2 separate regions of the Ovis aries genome follow, and region 2 is linked to region 1. A link is a contact called in public Hi-C data. All regions are on one chromosome and are shown on one strand. Each heading gives the region's core, a stretch centred on a gene start, on an enhancer-like site or on the middle of the called end of the contact. The rest is flanking DNA. Distances are from core to core; before and after follow the strand shown.

Region 1 (3,234 bases), core at 419-2,918:
GAAGATACAAGGTAGGAAGATTGGAGCTGAAGAGACTTCCCCGATGGTAGGTCTGTGTTCCGTGATGATAGCAGACTGTTTGGTGAACAGCATCTCAAGGGCAGAGGGAAACTTTGAGGTGACTCTGGTGGGCTTTACTGTCCAAGGATGCAACAACAATTCAGGGAATGGGTGAAAATACCCAGGTTCCAAACAATCAGACTGTTTACACCGTTGGGCCCCTATCAATAGCTTGGAGTATGTGGAGCAGAATTCAGTTATGCAGGGTAAAAAGAGCTAGGACAAACTTAGCAGAGGTTTAGAGCTTCACTCAAACGGAATGGAGTTAACGGCAGGGTGTAGTCTCCATGAGATGTTGTGATACTATGTGGGAAAACTGAGATGGAAACCCAGCCACACACACTGGGAAAAACATTTTGAGGAATAAAAGAAAGTTATGACTCAATGGGCACGTTGTTGTTTTTTCCCATGAGACACTGCCAAGCCAGGCTCTAAGAGAGCAAGACTGGAACCATTTATTACGCTGAAGATGCCGACCTGACCAGAATGAGATGAAGTCTGGGAAGCAAAACCAAATGTAGAATCAGGGTGATTTAAATAATTTTGGTAGACAGTTTCATGAGAAGATAAGAGTGAGATGATGAAGAGAGAGAAGCTTGAATTTGAATCTTACTCCGCCACTTACCAGTTATGTATCTTTGAGCATGTGCCCTAACTTCTAATCTTCAAAATCCTCATGCAAAATATTCCTATGGGACTTCCCTGGTGGTCCAGGGGTGAAGAGTCTGCCTGCCAGTGCAGGGGACACAGGTTCAATCCTTGGTCCAGGAAGATTCTGTATGCCTCAGGGCAACTAAGCCCGTGCTCAGCATCAAGAGAAGCCACCGCAGTGAGAAGCCCGTGCATCACAACTAGAGAGCAGACCCTGCTCACCGCAGCCAGAGAACGCTCAGGCACAGCAAGAAGATCCAGCGCAGCCCAAAACAAAAGAATAGGAAAGAAGCAAGCTTCTATTTAAAAACATCCCTATGGCTGTGACAACTGAATATACCGCGGAATATGAAAGTGCCAAGGGCAGTTCTGACACAGAGTAGGTGCTTAACAAATGATACTTTCTCTCCCTCCCTTATAGACTCCAGTTGAATATTATTCATATTCAGTTTTAATATTCCATTCCTCACTACTGATGATAATGTCTACCCTACTGATCTCAGTAAAAATATCTCAAAGCATGTTTATATATTAATAAGTTGTCAGGCAGGACATGTCTATCCCTTTGCCTCATATTAAAGTTTTCGGGAGAGAGAAAAAGGAAGTCATTCAGAATCACAAAGAAGAAGCCTAGCGCTATCTTTGAACCACATTCTTTAAGGTCAGCAAAGAGCTGGCTCTTCAGAGATGAATAAAATGCACACCCACTGCTTGTCCAAATAGTCATCCAGTTTCTCTCTCTCTCTCTCTCTCTCATTTTTTTAATTCTCTCTCTTCCTGTCCCTCAGATGAGAATGATTTAATCTCCAAAGTATGCGTGATGACACATACTATTTCCTCCTCCAAGAATGTGATGTTACAATGTGAGGCCCCATTCCAGAACTGGATTGAGAGGGAGAGGTCATATGTCCAGTCTCCACACAGGCATTCACCAGTTGAAGTTCACACAGAGAGCATCTCTGTTTCACAGCCACAGAGAATACTGCTTATCTTGGCAGGCTCCTCACAAATGCAAGACACTGAGCACAGATAAGCAGTGCATGATGAATGAGTCAGTGCAATTTCAATCAGTAAAGACCCAAACAAACAAACAAAACCCCGCCACTGACTACGACCCAACAGCCAATGAAATAAATCACCTTTGTACCCAAGATGGCAGTATTTTGGTTGCTGTTAACCTTTATAGAAACAACAGGTTACCATGAAATCATGATCACATGGTCACGTAATTGCTATGAAAATGATTCATCAATCAACCATCAGGTATTTAATTCAACTAGGTACAGCAGTATGTGAGTGCTTTAGGGTTTCTAAGTGAAGTCTAATTAAAACTAATGGACATGGTCTATAGAACAGACAGCCTAGCTTAAAAGAGAGAATCACCATCATGAAAAAAGAATACCCCCAAATAATTCCCAGTTGAGCACTGACTAGCCGAATGTATACAGAGAAGAAGGAGATCAAAGTGGCCAAAAGATGTTTTGAAGTGTTCCAGGCCATCCTTCACATGTCTGACAGAGCAGGATTTCTAGAAAACAAATCTGTGTCACTACCCCTGCCTAAAACCCTTTACTGACTGCCCAAGGCCCACAAGACAATTCCTGAATTTCTGAGTGAAGCGTGTAAGTCTTTTCATTATTTGGTGCTTCTCAGTTTCATCTCTTGCCATTTCTCTTCTGCTGCAGACGCTCCCAACTGCAGGACATTCTATTAATAATACTGCCCTTTACACAATTTTCCCTCTTATGGGAATATTTGCTTGGATTCCTCTTCTAAAATCCCTTCTGTTGGGTTAACTTCTACTTTTCCTTTAAGAATGAACTCAAGCCTTACTTCATCACTGAGTTTTCTTTCCCTGACACCCACACCTCCATGAGCATACTCACGCCCATGCGGGATTAATGCTCCCTGCTGTAGGTTCTGAAAACACCTAGGGACATATTTATTACATACAACACTCATCACACCGCATTGCAATTACTGACTGATTTAATGCTGTTCCCCCACCTATTTCCCATTTTTTAGTATCGACTTTGCATGCGTGCTCAGTCACTCAGTCGTGTCCAACTCTTTGCGACCCATGGACTGTAGACTGCCAGGCTCCTCTGTCCATGGAATTATCCAGGCAAGAATACTGGAGTGGGTTGCCATGCCCCCCTCCAGGGGATCTTCTCAACCCAGGGACTGAACCCAAGTCTCTTGTGTCTCCTGCACTGGCAGCCAAGTTCTTTGCCACTAGTGCCACCTGGGAATCCCTGAAATATGTATAAGGATGATAAACTCCAAATTTAGGATAGTGATTACCTTTGCGGAAGGAGGAAAGCAAATAGAATTGGGTGCCAGGGCCAGGACTAGGGTGAGTAAGCAAGGCACCTAGCATGCAAAATACAAGGATAGATTAACTTCCAAGTTTGTGCAAGTGCAGGACATAAATGTGAGAGTAGGTACCTCCTTAAATTTTGTGCCCTCAGCACCTCCCTTTCTGATCCTAGTCTTGACCCTATTAAGTGACATACACAGAGA
Region 2 (3,234 bases), core at 341-2,840, 33 kb before region 1:
GATCCTGTTAATCTATGTTACTTTCTGCCACTCCACCCTACTCTACTCTCCAAATACCTCAAGATGTTTCTAAGAGGTTCTGAATTATTGACAAACCTAAGGGAGACGCTTCGGCAAAGAATAAATACAAAACCAGACCGGTATGGCTAGTGCAAACACTTGCTCATTGGCAGTTTCCTTTTTAAGGCCAAAAGAGAAGAAATGGAGGGAAAAAAAAAAAAAAAAAAAAAACCTGCCTCTGCTAAATAATAATGATATTCACAGAGCAAGAGGCCCTGCAAGTCCAAGGCTCACAGTCTCCCCAGCTTTACTCACCCCGAGCCATCTCGCTCCTTTATTGGCAGCCTGTTGAATCTGGACTCTCTTGAGGGTGACATGGTAAACAGCTCCTTCCTCTACCTCTTCACCCCAGTCCTGAATCGAGCTCTGCCAGGAGACAGGACAAAGAAACAGAAAAAGTTGTTTGTTTGTCTGTTTTTTCCCTCTCCGCTAACCAATCTATCCCAGCTGCTTTGCTGCTTACAGCAGCACTCAGGGCATAAGATGGGCTGTTCAAAATAAATATTACAATCAGGGCAACATAAGACACACTGTGATAGAGGGAATACTGAGATTTTCTTGGCCCTCCAGCCCTTTGCTATGCTATCAAGAGCCCAGGACTTTTCCATTTAGTTATTTTTCCTAGGCTCCTTCACTATCTTAAATACCTTTTTAAAGTCTTTTTTTCTTTCTTAAAGAAACTGAAGTTTAGTCCTGGTTCACTTTTCCTCCTTAAATGAGAGGAAAAAGAATTCACTGGCAGAAAAAGTTTGTCTCTTTACAAGTGGCTCCGTTCTTGGAGCAAACTGCATTTTAAACTCTGCCACAAAAAAGTGTTTAAAATGCTAAGAGTGCTCGCTCCTTTGGAACGAAATGCTTCGCATGTCTTTTTTCTCCTCTTATTGTTTGGGAACCCAGAAAGTTAGCGGGAGGGAAAAAGTTTTTATTTCCGTCAAATAACCTGGCAAGTGCAGAAAAAAAGCAACACATCGGCTGCGTGCAGCGACCCCCTGGATTTCCCTAAACTTGAAGTTTGTGTTTAAAGAGCCGCTGGGACTCAGAGGCGCTCCGCGGTTCACCCAGACTCACAGACCTCTTGCCTGAAAAGTTTTTCTTTGCTGACATACATCAGCCCAGATACACCAAAGGCAACTGCTGAGAAAAATAAGTATGGTTTAAAGGGAGAAGACACGCAAAGAGGAAGGCGGAGAAAGCCGAGAGAGAAAGCTCTGAGCTCCAAAGTCTGGGATCGGATGGCTCCGTTCACTCCGAGGGAGTCCAAAACCCGCCCAGAGAAAGCGGGAGAAGATTCCCCACCAGAGCAGCGTCGGGAGAAGGCAAAGAGTTCTCGTTACCATTTTAGCTTGCCAAAGCAATTTCATTCTCAGTTTTCTCTCCGGTGTGTGGACGCGGCATGATGCACCCCGCTCCCAGGCGAACGCGATCCCCGCGCGTCTCCGCCGCGGCGCCTCCAAGCCCCGGCCCCGCGCGGCCGCCGCGCACGGAGCACAGACACGCGCCCGCCGCCGCCGGTGCGCGCGACTCGGCCACAAAGGGAGCGCGGCGAGCGAGGGCGCCGCAGACTCCTCCCCACGCCACCCCGCCGCTCCGTGATGTCAGGCTTTCCTGTTTGTGCTCGGGAGCACACTCTCCCTTTCTGAAATCCCGCGGATAAAGTTAGCACGCCGTGATTTCTCCAGCTCTGAATTCGATCGGCAGCCAGCCACCCTTGCTAGTGGATCAGGTTTTCCTGATTGGCCACCAGGTGCCCCCAAAAGATCCGGGTGTGGTATCGGGGATCTAAGTGTGTTTTTCCTTCCTTCGCTCAAAGAAATAAAGGGGGAAGCGGTGCAAAAAGGGATGGGAGGAGGGGGTCGGATAAACGTCTATTATCTGCTTGTTACCTATGGAATTTAGATTCAATAAGGGCGACCCCAGTGAGAACGGCAGTACTAGAAGCCAGCAAGCTTTTCATAAGGACACACAAAAAAAAAAAAAAAAAAAGAGAGAGAGAGAGAATTGGTCAGAGGGTATTCCAAAACCCACGCCCCAAGGATGCGCTTGTTCTGAACCAGCACACCACCAACAGGAAATGCCTCTGGACGTCTTTCTAGCCCCCCATAGTTTAAGGCTCATCAACTGTAACTGGCCACTGTGGCAGGGAAAGGGGCAAAGCAGGAGAGAGTTCTGCTGAGACTGACAGCGTGGAAATTGGGCCACCGGCGGCCCGGAGGTTCCGTGAGTCTTTGTGAGTCGTCACCATGGGTTGAGTTGTCTGTACTGTAGGGACACCGTGGGATGATAACCTCGGGGAGAGAGCCATTCGGAGGACACTGCCGGAGGGAGTTTTGTCCTAACAGAAAGTAAATCAACAGCGAAATTCCAGATGATAATATAATCAAACATTGGCACATGACAGAATTCCATGCCAATTGCAAAAAAAAAAAAAAAAAAAAAGTTTAGCGCTCATGTCTTTTATACTGTTCTCCCCTAAATGAATTTAATAGCCTTTAAATTTTTTTTAAAAGAAAGGCCTCTCACTAATTGCCATGCCGAGGCATAAGGCTGGGCTTTGGTTAATAATAAATGTATTATGAACTGAAAAGCTAGAGAATTCAGTGTACTGGTGTTCCCAGGAAAGCAAAAATAAATGACAGTGAGGGTGCATCCAGGAAAAATAAAAAGATCTTTGGACACTTCAGAACTTCTTGAAGTCACTCAGCAAAGTTCCCCACAAACCACCACAAACTATTGGACAGAAGGGATGCTCTTTTTATCAAGCTTTGATTATTTCTATTTTTACGAAAGCATGTAAACTTGACCTTTCAATGACCACCAGCATAGCGTGTCCCCAGTGTCCAGCGGAAAATGGTGTGGAAGACCTACCACCTGCCTCTTAAGCCATTCCAGGAGCACCCCTATTCAGTGATCCTGAAGAACACAAGATAAACCTGGGGACAGTTAAACAACCCATCAGATTAATTTCACAACTACTTTAACCTGATTTTTGGCTGTGAATTTGGAGATGACCCCTTAAAATTTTCTAGTTCAGGGATATTAAGAAGTTTCTTCAAACTTGCCCCTCCCAGGAAGCCTTCTTGGACAGGGCAGCTTATAACTCACAAGGGTCCAGTCAAGTTTCAGATCTCATCAGCCTCCTCTCCACCAACTCCCTGGCAGGCTACCTGATGAGTA

Evidence for each region. A called contact is a pair of places that touch in the nucleus more often than the background predicts.
Region 2: a contact with region 1 is called in a Hi-C map of omental adipose tissue, with 1.5 times the contacts expected there. The contact joins the promoter of RGL1 here to the enhancer-like site in region 1. A contact is called at or near these places in 2 of 16 Hi-C or Micro-C datasets (omental adipose tissue and skin fibroblasts).

The regions. Positions count from the first base shown.
Region 1 is chr12:64,234,850-64,238,083 of ARS-UI_Ramb_v3.0, reverse strand. No RefSeq gene overlaps it. Among named protein-coding and RNA genes, the nearest start is that of TRNAG-CCC, 10 kb to the left of the region's middle. Within about 2 kb of position 1,668, at least 10 of the 54 cell types and tissues checked have an H3K27ac peak or open chromatin away from gene starts, as enhancers often do.
Region 2 is chr12:64,267,625-64,270,858 of ARS-UI_Ramb_v3.0, reverse strand. It overlaps RGL1 (ral guanine nucleotide dissociation stimulator like 1), which reads right to left and starts at 1,590. Exons shown (of 19, transcript XM_042229196.1): 1 at 1,395-1,590; 2 at 316-426. The coding sequence starts at 1,421.